2 separate regions of the Mus musculus genome follow, and region 1 is linked to region 2. A link is a contact called in public promoter capture Hi-C data. All regions are on one chromosome and are shown on one strand. The core of a region is the stretch at or near the end of the contact, and the rest is flanking DNA. Distances in the headings are between cores, read along the strand shown. Region 1 holds the start of Osgin1 (oxidative stress induced growth inhibitor 1). Region 2 holds the start of Hp (haptoglobin).

The links. Promoter capture Hi-C pulls out the DNA fragments that hold promoters and counts their contacts.
Region 1: a promoter capture Hi-C map of liver shows a contact between it and region 2, with 3 times the contacts expected there. The contact joins the promoter of Osgin1 here to the promoter of Hp in region 2. A contact is called at or near these places in 1 of 39 promoter capture datasets (liver) and 1 of 484 Hi-C or Micro-C datasets (liver).

The regions. Positions count from the first base shown.
Region 1 is chr8:119,432,223-119,439,046 of GRCm38.p6, reverse strand. It overlaps Osgin1 (oxidative stress induced growth inhibitor 1), which reads right to left and starts at 1,900. Exons shown (of 6, transcript NM_027950.2): 1 at 1,754-1,900.
Region 2 is chr8:109,576,181-109,583,021 of GRCm38.p6, reverse strand. Hp (haptoglobin) reads left to right here and starts at 3,850. Exons shown (of 5, transcript NM_017370.2): 1 at 3,850-4,012; 2 at 5,460-5,542; 3 at 5,791-5,892; 4 at 6,243-6,317. The coding sequence starts at 4,008.

The DNA of each region.
Region 1 (6,824 bases), core at 651-3,150, 9.9 Mb before region 2:
CCTCTCGCAGCTGGCACAAGTGTCACCTAGAGCTGCTTGCTGGGTACCATACACATGAGGTCACCGCCAAGCCTGACCACCCCCCAGAAGTCACACGCCCCCAAGCTGTTCACCCTCACAACCACCCACAAGTACCTGCTACTAGTTTATAAGGCAAAACGGCTTCTTCCAACCTGCAGTTCCACCCAGGGGCCTCAGTTTGTAGAATTGGGGTAAGCTGCTCATTTTGTTTAAGACAGGGTCTCATGTAGTCCAGGCTGGCTTGAAACTAGAATAAGCCTTGGCAGGCCTTGAACTGCTGACCCTCCTGCCTGCACCTCCCAACCACTCATATTACAAGAGAAAGCTGCCACCACCTCCAGGCTAGAATAACCAGTTTTTAAAAGTACTGGCATATTTCGGAGTCTCTCTGGTTGGGCAATGCTGATAGAAAAAAAAAATAACGTTCTCAAGTTGTTGATTTAAGGGGCCAGGGAGATGGCTCCGTGGGTAAAGTGCTTGCCTAACCGTGAGGAACTGAGTTCAGATTCTCCACACTCCTGTCAAAAGCAGATGTCTGTAATCCTAGGTCTGGAGAGACAAACACAGGAGGGCCCCTGGAGATCACCCGCCAGAGAGCTGAATGACAGGCTCCAGGTTCAGTCCAGGAGAGGGAAGCCTGGAGGGAAGTGGCCCTGCAGGTAACTTGTTGTACAAGGGCAGTGACTTATGGGCAGGCAGCACTCACATAAAGATGGAAGGAGAAAGCTGACCCCTGACCCCTGACTCCTGGCGGGGGGGGGGGGGAGGGGTGGCTGTCTGATTTCTACACGTGTTCTTGTGCTCTCTCTAGCAATAATAATAATAATGATAGTGATAATAGAATGAAAAAGAAGGTGTGGACAGTGACTGAGGAAGACGCTAGCCATCGACCTCTGACCCCACAGGTATGAGCACATAAAAAATGAGTTTCTCAGAAGTGGCGATAGTTGCCCTGGTGTAACACTGCAGACATTTCTAAGGTTATGAAATCGTCATGCCAGGGAGGGCTGGGAACCATATACCATTTGTCTCTAAAAATGCCACCACCACCCCCAAGAGCTGGGGGTTTCTTATCCCCACTTCATGAATGAAACTGAGGTTGGGGAAAATGGAAGGGGAGGGGACATCTCGTCTAGGTCCTAGACAGCCTCGTTTGGGATCCTTTCCCCTCCATTCCCAAATAAAGCAACAGGTAGCAGTGACAGCTGCTAGTGACACAAAGCCCTGGGGCAGGAGGAAGTGTGCAGTCAGCCAAGTGTTACCTGGCCTTAGTCACAGTGAACCCTCGTTCCAAGTGCCTGCTCCACCTGGGCCCAAGGGTGCCTGATGGCCCAACCTCCACGGTCCACCACTTTCTCCACCGCACCTTCCGTAAACCGAGTACCCAGGAACCCTCGGCTGTGCTTGTCTGAGCCTGGTACCTAGGACCCACTGGAGCACCTCGCCAGGCTGGAGACACAGTGGCCATTGGTGCCTCGAAGGAGCAAGGCTACCCATGCTCCTTCCTGCCGGAACAGCTATTTCACGAGTTAGGATTAGGCTGCTAAGCCAGGGGCCGCTGGGGGAGAGTGTCCCAGACACTTAACCATGGCCATCGCTGGAGGTGCAGGGAGGACTCCCAGAGTCCTCCTCAGGACCAGTCAGTGTACACCCCGGCTTTCCTGACCCCCGTCTGCCCACCCTTGCCCCATAGCTATTGTTTCCCACCCACAGCCTTGCCCGGACCACTCACCTGATGGATGGTAGATAGCTGGAGGGAGCTGGTGAGCCTGGGTTGTCTGGACACTCAGAGGAACTTGGTCACACGGTGAGAGACTTTGTCACGGTGCCCTGCTGCAAGAACAGGATGCCCATTAGCCCTGGGGATCCCAGAGGCTGTGCGAGGCCCAAGGCTAGCAGGGGTATTTCACAGCGGGGCAGGGAGGAGGCGGAGGCAGGGGCGGGACCAGGAAAATCACTTTCATAAGCGTGAGTCAGCAGGGGCCCCTGGGTGAATGAACTTGGCCCTGGCCAGTCTTAAAGGGCCCCTGCTGGCCAGTTCCTCCCTTCCCGGGTTCAGTTTGAAGGAGGAACTAGGGAATCTTGAAAGAGACCACTAGGTCTCTTCCTTACCAGTGAGTGGTAGGCTTCTGAGAAATAGCTGGCCAGCTGGCTTCTGAACTCCAGAAAGCTCTGATCTTCCACTCACTTCCCACCCCAGCGTGTGGGGAGAGGGGACACGGGTGTGTGCAGAAAAAACCCTCAGTCACTGGTCAACCCCGACAACTCCCACTCAGCGACTTCCTGGTTGGAGACTCTGAACAAACCTCAGTTTCCCCATCTGAAAAGTGGGGTTGAGTTGGACTCCCTCATGTGTGCGTGCATGCGCATGTGAGTGTGTGTCCGTCCTCCCTGGTCCTTATAGACTTCTCTTCCTGTAGGGGGTCACGCCAGTCTGCTGGCCGGTTCTTGTGGTCCGTGAACGGAAGCTGGGTCCTAGGGAGACATCCCTTACTGCACACTGGGTCTGGAATAGCGCTTTTCCATATGGAGCCTTGGCTCAAGAGAAGGAAGTTGGGCAGTGGTTTAGGTCGGTGCACTCACCTTGGTGGCCATTGTTCCTGTCCTGATCAGCTGTCACTCTACCACCAGGACCAGAACTGGGGAGGGGCGGTGGGGGGGGAGTGTCAGGCTCTCACTCTAAGTACCCAAGAGACTACTCAGCGATTAAGAGCACTGGCTGCTCTTCCAGAGATTCTGAGTTCAATTCTCAGCAACCACATGGTGGCTCACAACCATCTGTAATGGGATTTGATGCCCTCTTCTGGTATGTCTGAAGACAGAACACTCATATATATTACATAAACAATTCTTTAAAAAAAAAAAAGGAACTCATTAAACAAAGTGACACTTTGGTACAATTTTCTAAAGAAAAAAAATTAAGTAAAGAATACAAATTCCAGAAAAAGAAAACTTCAGAGTTGTAAAGAAAGACGGGGTCCTTGGGCCCACCTCGTGGAACATCCTTCGGCTGCAAGAGTCTTGGCTGCTAGCACAGCATTTTGATTTAAAAAATGATATTTTGTTTTTCTTGGATTAAAAGAATGATTATTCAAAATACCGCATATAGGTTTTGGGGAATAGATCAGTAGAACCTGTGCCTAGCATTGCATGAGACCCTAGGTTGAAGGCCAAGTACCATTGTGCACTGATATGTTCAAACCCTGGGCTCGGGGCTGGGAGATGGCTCAGTGGAGAACACTTGCCCAACATGCTCAAAGCCCTGGCTTCAGTCCCCAGGACTGCTAAACACACGGAACCCCTGAGCCCTAGTCTGTGCCAGCAGTCTCAATGGGAGAGTCTGTTCCCCGGGGAGTACCTAGTGCACCATAAACTGGCGGAGGGGCACATCCTGCAGGGGTGGGTGAAGAGGGACGCCATCCTGGGGTGAGTAGTTAGGAGGCAGAGTGGGCAAGGCTGGCTGCTGACCTGGGTTTAAGGGAAAGGTCAGGCACGGCTCAAGGATCTGGTCCTAGAAGCTACTGCTCCCCTGGGGGATCCTGGGCTGCAATTTTTGCTTAGGGCTTTGTGGTCAGAATCTTGGTTTAATGCTCTGGTGTCTCCTTAACATTCTTGGTCATTTCTTTTAAAACAAGGACCATGCATTCTGCATGTCCCTTTTCCACTAGGCTGGGCAGCTTTCCCTAGCCTGAATGGGAGCTGCCTTGGGTTTAGCTCTTCTGCTGAGACACTCCCTTTAGTGCTGAGGTACCCTTAGAGGCTTCGTTTAAGCCCGGGCTCGGTAACAGAAACTTCAGAGATCCCTGCTACAGGCTGCTGCTCTCTGCGGGTGTGTTTTTGAGACCTGGGGTGAGACCCTCTGTGGACATCTATGGTCTTAAAGTGTCCTTCCCACACATCAGGCCTGGAGTGGGGCTCTGAACTCAGGAGGGGAGATCCTGAGCGCTGGAGCGTGGTTGCAGGGCATAGGCGGGTCTGGCTGCACCCTGTCCCCATTGTCACCCATGTATGCTTTCACATCCCACAGTGCTTGGTGGCAACCTACCCATGCTTTTGGATATGTAAACTGAGCCAGAGAGAGCATGAACCCAGGGCCAGCGACTTCTGCTTTGGAGGCTCAGCTGTTCAGGGGGAAACTGGAGGAGGCCAGGGACCAGGCCTGGAAAGCCAGGAAGGAGGGACTGGCCTTTCTCCCGGCTGGTCCCGGCCATGGCCCTGTAGGTGAAGCTGGCTGGCAGGCATTGGTGGACTTTCTCCTCCTTCCGTGTTTACCTGTCCAGCGTTATCAACAGCAGAACCATCAAGATGAAGATAGATAGAGATGCCACAGGAAGCAGGACAAAGGGCACTGTCAGGGATGCAGAGGGGACCCACCTTGCCAGTCCCTGCAGGCTGACAGGGGCTCCTGAGGGGTGGGGTATCTGGATCCCTAACGGTCCTTCCTACTCTAGGAGGCAAGCCAGCTTGGCTTGCCAGCAAATACGCATGGGCTCCTGGGAAACACAAACCACATACTCACCAGAGAGGAGTCTTTAGGATGGGTGCATCTGGGAGGCCCGCTCACACTGAAAGCTTATGGGGAAGGAGGCTCAGATTCAGCTCGCTCAGAGCACTTACTTGTCTTCAGTTCTGTAACTCTGGCTATAAAATGTGCATGAGACCATCCTCAGACCAAAGAGGGACACTGGGTGGCAAAGGCTGGGGAAGATGGCTCACTGGGCACGTGTGTGAACCCAAGTTCAATTCCACGGCATCCACATAAAAACCCTACTGGGTGACACACACCTGAAATCCCAGCACTGTGGTGGCAGAGACAGGCAGATCCTAGGGGGAACTTGTTGGTCAGCCAGGTTTGGTGAAAAAACGTGCACTCCAGGCTCAGTGCAAGATCCTGTCTCAAACAAACAAACAAACAAACAAACATACATGTCAAGGCGGAGAGTGACGGAGAAAGACATTTGATGTTGACTTCTGGACCTGTCGCTCGTGTGTGTGTGTGTGTGTGTGTGTGTGTGTGTGTTTGTGTGCGCTCGCGCATGTGCACATGCACATCTCACCCCATAGGACAGAATGTCTTGTTAGTAAATTGTATATAGATTTCACGGGGTTTTTTCCTTCAAGGCTGTGGTTCAAATCCATGGCTCTGTAGATGCTGGACACACACCTACCACTGAGTACATCTCAGCCTTGTGGATCACACGTCAGTGGAAACCGGGAATGTTGGGGCTGCGAGTAGTTCGGTGCTATGGCCTTTGCCCAGCATGCTGGAGGCCTGGCTTCTGCCCCCAGAGCCATAGGAAAAACTCTTACATAAAATAAGGAAAACTTTGGCCCAGAGGTGAAGTGCTTAAGGAAAATAGGCTCCACCCTCTCCTTTCCCTCAGAGTGTCTCTCTCTTCCCCTCTCCCTCTGCCCCCAAGATCTTGCTGCATGCATCCCACACATCCAGGCCTCAGATGTCAAACCTGGGCTGGTGGGAGTCTGACACCTTGTCCGTTCCAGGATCCATTATCCAGGAGTGTGAGCCACCTGGACCATGACAAAGGGCTGGGCAGGGTGACCTCTGAGACTCAGTTTCCTTACTTGAGCACTATTGTAGCCAGCAGGGAGCTTCCCAGGTCCCAAAGGGCGATGGATGTGGCCTGCTCTCATGGCTCCTGTGAAATACTACCATGTCCCTCTCTCCTGGGCCAATCCCAGAACCACCCAACTGACCCTCTCTCCACACAGCTTCTTCTCTTCTTGTTCCCAGGCACTGTGAATAGACAGTTCTTATACAGGGCTGCTACTCAGAGAAGTTCATCTCAAGCCCAAGGTTACAGCATGAATGGTGGTAGGGACAGAGCCGGGGGCATCTCCCAGGACAGGCCGGCAGTGACTAAAGCAGTGTTTCTCAACCTGTGAGTTGCCCCCTCCCCCCAGGTCTCATTTTAGATGTTTACATCGAGAGTCACAGCAGCAGCAAGGTTGCAGTTACAGTTGTATATATAATTGTGTGGTTTGGGGCCACCATAACACGGGGAACTGGATTAAAGGATTGCAGCATTAGGAAGGCCGAGCATCGCTGGGATAAAGGAAGAGAATAAGAGGTTCAGGTAGGCAGGCACAGATGGTCTGATATACCCAGTCCCTCAGTGGGTGAGCAGGGCTGTGCTCACCCCCATTCCAGGCGGGTTCAGGGTGGTTCTGTCTGCCCAGCAGCCCAGCAGTGGGAGTGGGGGCATTGTTCTTAATCCCCAGGGAAGAGCCCAAGCCCCTGAGCAATGGAATGCTCGGTTGGGACAGAGCTGGGTCTGTGACCCCACCTAGACTGGGGCTCTGGCACACAGAGCTCAGGTCCTTCTGGCACATGACACGCAGTCAATATTTGTTCAGGCCCACGGGGTCAGTGGCCTTGACCCTCAAATTCTTCAGTCTCTTCATTGGCCAAGAGGTGGCCAGATATTTTATCAATGACTAGTTTACAGATAAAGACAGGGCTTCAGGGAATGAGTAACTACAGTTTAGCAGTCCACCTCCTGCCAACCACATACACTGATTACAGGAAGTCATGGGGTCCAAAAGAAAAGCCCATTCTGTGTGCTAGGCTAGCTGGGCAGCAGGGCCAGAGGTCACTCAAGGACCTCAGGGGAAGTCCAAGAACTGCTTGGTTCTCCTGACAGTGAATTGGGAACTCAGCGGAGAGCTTATTTTCACGCTGGTATCTATTTCACCATTCCCGGCAGCCCTAATCTGAAAGGGCTGACAGATGTTCACACCAAGATCACACTGTCAGCCACTTCCCAGGTACCTACTGGGAACAG
Region 2 (6,841 bases), core at 2,601-5,100:
TCATAATGTACTACTTTTAAGCTTGAAATTCATCTTGTCAAAACTAGTATGATAGCTTACTCTTTTACTGTTTGTATGCTTGCATGTATGTGGGTGCACAAGTCTGAGTGTGTGTGTATGGGTGTGTGTATGTGTGTGTGTGAGTGTGTGTATGTGTGTGTATGTGTGTGTGTGTGTATGTGTGAGTGTGTGTGTGTGCTCGAGGCTGCAGATGACACTGGATGTCTTCGTTGATTGTTACACACTTTCTGTACTGAGGTGGAGTCTCTGGCGCAAGCCCAGCATTTCCAGCCAGCCTAGCTAGCAGACTTGTTCCATGGATCCTGTCTCTGCCTCCTCAGGGCTAGGGTCACAGGAAGGACCCGCGGCTGCCTGACTTTGATGAGGTGCTGGGGCTCCTCACTGTGTGGTCTTCAAGCTTCTGTCGCAAGCACCTTCTTCAGTAATCCTCCTCCCCAGCCCTCAGTAAAAATCTTCTTAGAAACTGAGTACGGGCTGTGTTTTCATGGTTAAAAAGTACTCTCCATTCAACTGTGACGACTCGAGCATAGTCCCTGGAGCCCATGGTGGAAGGAGAGATCTGACTACCAAGGTTGTCCTCCACACGCGCTGTGGCATAGGTGTGTACATGCCCCACCCCACATATAATAAATGAAATAAAATTTAACACACATGAACACAACATCCCCTACAAAATCTAACAGCAAGATGAAACAAACAAACAAACAAACAAAAAAGTAATACAGAAACTGAGTAATTCAAACAGGTGTGGTGGCTCATGCTTGTAATCCAGAACTTGGGAGCAGAGGCAGGAGGACTGACACAACTTGATGGGTTACTTAATGAATTCCAGGGCACCTGAGCTACAGAGTGAGACTCACAGAGTGAGACATTACAAAAGTACCCTCACCAAAACCCAACTCAAAACAGCAGCAACCGAGTAACATAATAAAGTAGGAGCAGAGAAATCGGGAAAATAGAAGTTGTGGATTAAAAACATCTAACAAATAGAGCAATGGTATACTTAAAGCTAACCCTACCTGTAATTACACTAAATATAAATGAAGCAAATATTGTAGTTAAAAGGCAAAGGACAGGTAAGTTCTATAGGTAAATAGAAAAGATGAAGTACAGGAACACTAGTCAGAAGAAAGCTAGCACATCCTGAGAGACTTGTGGCACAAAGGGTTTCTAGAGATAAGTAAGGACATTTCATTTCCAATGGAAGATGCAATAATAAGTCGAAAATTGACTGCACCTAGTAATAGAACTTGAGAAAAGGAGACAAGCCAGTTTTGGAAGTTACATGGATTGTACTCAGTGAGCACTGTTGGAACTGAAGTCAATATGGAGAAACCATTAAAAACTTCCATGTTTACAAGTTTTAACAGCATGCATTATGCGACACGTTCACATAAATAAAAACGAATAAACCAAATAAGGTATGGGGGTAAACAAGATACAAAATGAGATGCAGCACACACATGATCTACTCACATCGGAGTGGGAGCTCATAATAGACCAAAGTGCAGATGCCACCAAAGTCTAACTTGGCGAGCCAGTGAGTTCTAGTGGGGTAACTTATAGGAATATGGGTGAGGGGTGACTCACAGGAGCAGAAATGACCCTAAGATAGATGTATAGCCAAAGCCCACCCCAGCATGAGTGACAGATCACAAAATCTCGGTGCACAGGTTGAAGAGTGATCTTTCCAAATGACTCTGATCTTAAACCCCTTCCAGGCAGCTTGGCTGGCTTCTGCTTCTTCCAAGCAACTGGTTTCAGAGTCTTCTTTGCAGCTTAACTTGACTGAGTCTTTTTTTGTTTTGTTTTGTTTTTTGTTTGTTTGTTTGTTTGTTTTCAGCTTTATTGCTTACTCTGGGAGGGATAGGCCTAGAGAGTCTGATCAGTTTCAGGAACTTCCTGAAACTATTTTGAGTTGTTTCCCTTCCTACCAAAGGAACTTTCCTTGCAGTAGGGGATGTTTCTCTTTGGGAGGAAACTGTTGAACAACATACCTATAGGTAGAATTGCTGCGACACAGTAATTCTGTTACCAGCTTTTGGATAGACCATGGAGCTGTGCTGTGGACTTTGGACCATTCTATATTCCTACCACAGTGTGCCATGAAGATTCCGGTTTCTCCAGTGTTCCCCAATGCTTGTTTTGCATGCATGCATGTGTTCTTTGGCACATGTGTGTCTCTTAAAGGATTATCTATTCAAATCCTTTATTTATATTTTTGCCTCTTTTTTTCCCAGCCAGGCTCCTGAATGCTGTGATCTTTTGCTCATGTTTTAACTGTGTGGTCGTTTTGTTATTTTTCTGTAGGAGACCTTCACATATTTGGGATATTAAGTCTTTATCAATAGAGCATCTGCAAACATTCTCTCCTTTTCTGTGACTTTTGCATCTTCCTTTTTACTTCTATTGTTTCTATATGCATTGTAGGTGTGTGTGTGTGTGTGTGTGTGTGTGTGTGTGTGTGTGTGTGTGTCTTGCATCTGGGTTCAGAGGCACTGGATGCCCTGGAACTGGAATCACAAGCTGTTGTAAGCCATCCGATGCTGGGAACTGAACCCAGGTCCTCTGGAAGAGCAGCGAGCGATCTTATCCACTAAGCCATAGCTCCAGGCCTGTCTTCTCATTGTCTTGATGTTGTTTGTGAGTTTGGGGTTCTTTAACAAACTGGGCTTGGCTTTGAGCTCTGTCAGAGCAATGAACTTCCCACTGCTCTCCTGTGCAGCTTTGTCCTTTCTTGTCAGAACTGTGAAATCATTCCTGTTCTCTGTTGTCCAAGTGTCTGCATGGCCGGACAATATCCCATGGAGTGACCATGAAGCACACTAGTTACCAGTGTCCTGTTGATAGGGATCTGGGCTCTTCCCAGTTGATGTGGTACTACACCAATACCACTATGAACAGCCCAAGTGATTCTGTGATGAGATCTAATTTAAAAACAATTATTTTTTAAACGAGTGAAGCCATTTAGATTGAGTTGCTACATTTGAGTGAACAGCATGCCAGGACAGGTATATGGCTGAAGCATTGATTTCTTTTCTCAGCTGCCCATTTGGACTGTGAAGCTACAGAATGTCCTGCCATTGAGTTTGCCCTGTGTCTACATTAGCCACGTGGTGTGATTTTCCACTAAGAACAATCAGAGGAGACACAGCAGGCTCACTTTACTGATTTCAAGTCGGAACACTTTTAGCAACAGAAGATGTCCTCACGGGTGGGTGCGGGCAACTGCCAAATGGAACCAATTTCTGTTTACTGCTCTCTGAATGAGAGTGTAGGAATGTCTACACTGGATTTGAAAATGGTTCTGAGATAAACTTTTCTCAGCACTGAAAACTCCAGATAAAAGAGCCAGTACAAGAGTCCCATATCGGTCTACACTATAGCTTTAGACACTCTGAGATTAAAGAACAATGGATCAAGACCCAATAAATCCAGTCTGTTGGTTGCAAGTTCCAGAGCTGGCCACACTCAGAGATGGCCACACTAAGGCAGCATGGTTGAAAAAAGGAAAACACTTTCTTTACAATTCCAGCTAAGGCTGGGTCACAAGGGTGTCTAAAGGGGCTTTGAAATAATAATAAAAAAGGTCTAACCAACACCCTCTCCCAATTAAGTGTCAGATTAATGCCCCTGTTCCCCGTCCCACTCTCTAGGGGTTATCCACCATTGTGGTGGGTGGGAGGGGTCATGAAGTTGCTAGATTTCTTCATGATTTGTAAAAATAACACAACGCAGAGGGCCAAGTATGAAGCAAGAGCTCAGCTTTTGACAGGGGTTTGCTTTGTGGTTTGGTTACTGGAACAGCCAGTGACCTTAGAGACGTTGTGCAAACACAGAAATGGAGGAGGAGGGGAAGGAGGAGGAGGAGGAGAAGGAGGAGGAGGTGGTGGTGGTGGTGGTGGGATAAAACCCCTGAGGCATAAAGGGCTCGGCCGGAGTCAGCACAGCCCAGCCCTTCCAGAGAGAGGCAAGAGAGGTCCACGATGAGGTGAGTCCACAGCCCACGCTTCCCACTTTGAGTACACCGAGTATAAGTCTACGGGGAGAGGTGAGAAGCTGGGATGCAGGAACCAGGCTGATGAGCTAACCTTCTGTGGGAGTTAAGCCTGCAGCCTGCAGGCCACACACAGCTGAGGACAACTGTGAACGCAGTGCAACACAGAACTGCTGTATACTTACCTAAAGCATTAGGAGATTTTTTTTTTTTTTTTGGTCTTGTAACTTGACTATGCACTTTGAGTGTGAATCTTGTCATGCTAAAATTTTAGTGACACCATCAAGGTGACCACTTTTTTTTTTTTTAATCAAAATAGAAAGACTTTGAAGGTAGCGAAAAGACTAGAAGCACAGTGTTCAGAAGAACTTCCTGACTGGTCAGCATGTGCAGGCAACTGGGTAGCATTTAAGTGTGGTCTGTGTACCAATGATGGCCACAGTCATAGGTTAGGAAGACAGACAGTTTTCTGGCATTCTTGGGCTTGATATGCAATCCTTTAAAGGCAAATACCTATGAAGTAATAGGAACAACCACATATGATACGGTATGTATGTATGTATGTATGTATGTATGTATGTAGCATGTATGTATGCATGCATGTATGTAGCATGTATGTATGTAGCATGTATGTATGTATGTATGTAGCATGTATGTATGTGTGTATGATGTGTGTATGTATGTAGCATGTATGTATGTATGTATGTATGATGGTGCACACCCAGGGATTCCAAAAGCTGAGGCAGGGTGAGTCTGGGAGTTCAGGAGTTTGCGAAAAGCCTAGGCAAAGAATGGGACTGTGACTTAAGAACAACAACAGCGACTATGACAAATTAAACATCAAAACCACCTTTTTATTATGGGAAATTTCCAAAAGTGAGAATAGCAAAATAAACTATAGCCGTCATCTTTAAGTTAGTTACAGTGTCCTAACAATGTCTTCATAGCCCGGTACTTAATGGATGGGAGCAGAGGCCTCCCCTCGCAGGACCTCGGGGGTCACCACTGTGCCCTGGGCCTCCTCTCCACTCCACTCTTTTCCCACCTCCCACTTCTCAGCTTTTTTTTGAGATAGGCACAGCACAGGCTGTGGTCAAAGCCCCGATCCTCCTGCCTCTGTGCCAGAGTGTGGAGAGCTGGGATGGCACATATACTGCCACACTGGCGGTGCTTTCCTTCCTCTGTCACAGTGGTCCCTTTCTAAGCTTCTACAAAATTCCCTTCTTGTGCATCTGGAGTTTGCTGAAGCATGGGTGGGGTGGGTAGCAAGCAGTTCTTTGGTCTTAGCATCTTGTTCTCTTCCTTTAGTATCTGCTTAATGGAAAGTGTGTGTGTGTGTGTGTGTGTGTGTGTGTGTGTTTTGTGTACATGCATGCATGTATGTAAGGAGATCACATGTACAAGGAGACCAACCCCACTCCCTCTTGCCATTTCTCTACAGAGCCCTGGGAGCTGTTGTCACTCTCCTGCTCTGGGGTCAGCTTTTTGCTGTGGAGTTGGGCAATGATGCCATGGACTTTGAAGGTGAGTCTCTGGGGTTCCCCAGGAGCTACACACCCCAGCTCAGCTGAGCCCCAGTCTGGCCACATCAGTCCCACACTGTATTAAGGAAGACCCAGATCCTCTTCTCGCCTAGATCTTTGAGGCCTCCCTTTCTCAGCTTCCATTCGGGTGCGAGGGAGTCTGGTGCTCAGGGCAGCTCCGTCTGCTGACGTTTCACAGAGAGCCATCGGAGCACCCACAGCCTTTTTCTGGCTTCTTTTTCTCGGCAGATGACAGCTGCCCAAAGCCCCCAGAGATTGCAAACGGCTATGTGGAGCACTTGGTTCGCTATCGCTGCCGACAGTTCTACAGACTACGGGCCGAAGGAGATGGTAAGGCTGGGATGAGCACCCCTGCATCTACACCCCTGGCCCTGTTTGATGGGTGGGGCTGGGGTACCTGGCCAGAAACTTCTCGAGTACTGCCTCGAACCAGGGGAATAAGATTCGAATCAAGTTCTTGTCTTCTGGTGGTGGTCTTTCCACCAAACTTAACTTGTCTCAGCTTCCTGTTTTGTCTTGTTAAGGGGCTACAATCCCCTGGCCCCTGTTGCTTGGGAGTGTAGTCTTTATCAACGATGTCCTGCAGCCTACACGCATGACAGTTTCTAACTTCTTCCTGCCCAATTCTTTAATCCCTAGGCCAGATTCATTTTCTCTGATCTCATCTCCTTTTGCTTCAGGGGTGTACACCTTAAACGACGAGAAGCAATGGGTGAACACAGTCGCTGGAGAGAAACTCCCCGAATGTGAGGCAGGTGGGTGTTGAGCTCTCAGAGCATGGGGTTAAAATGTGGCCGTGTTCCCCTTGTGTGGCCTGGGTCAGAGAGAACCAGAGCTGGCAAAGGAGGAGGGACAGGATCCCTCCCGGACAGCTCAATGCCATGCCCATTTAGGCTAAGGGGGGTTGGCTGAGTCAGCTGCTTCCCACGGAGATGCCCTCCATCCAGAACACCTGCTCACAGAGCCTTGGTTGAAGGGAAAGAGGGCACCACACCCTAGGAAGGACCAGGCCAGGGAGGAAACAACAGAAGCTGAACCCACAAGGGCTAAGGCAGGGTCTGGGAACAACTGGGACTCCCGCATTCTGTAGCTCTCCTCTCTTCAGCCCAACTTCAGCTATCAGTTTGGGTTATCTGTTTTCACATCTGTAAAATCTGTGTTTCTGCCGGTGCCGCTGCAGGGTGCATGTATGTATGTATGTATATTAGCTTATCAGCCAGGAGTTTTAAAAGCTTAGTCACTTAGTGTATAAATGCCAGAAATGTGAGGACGAGCAGGT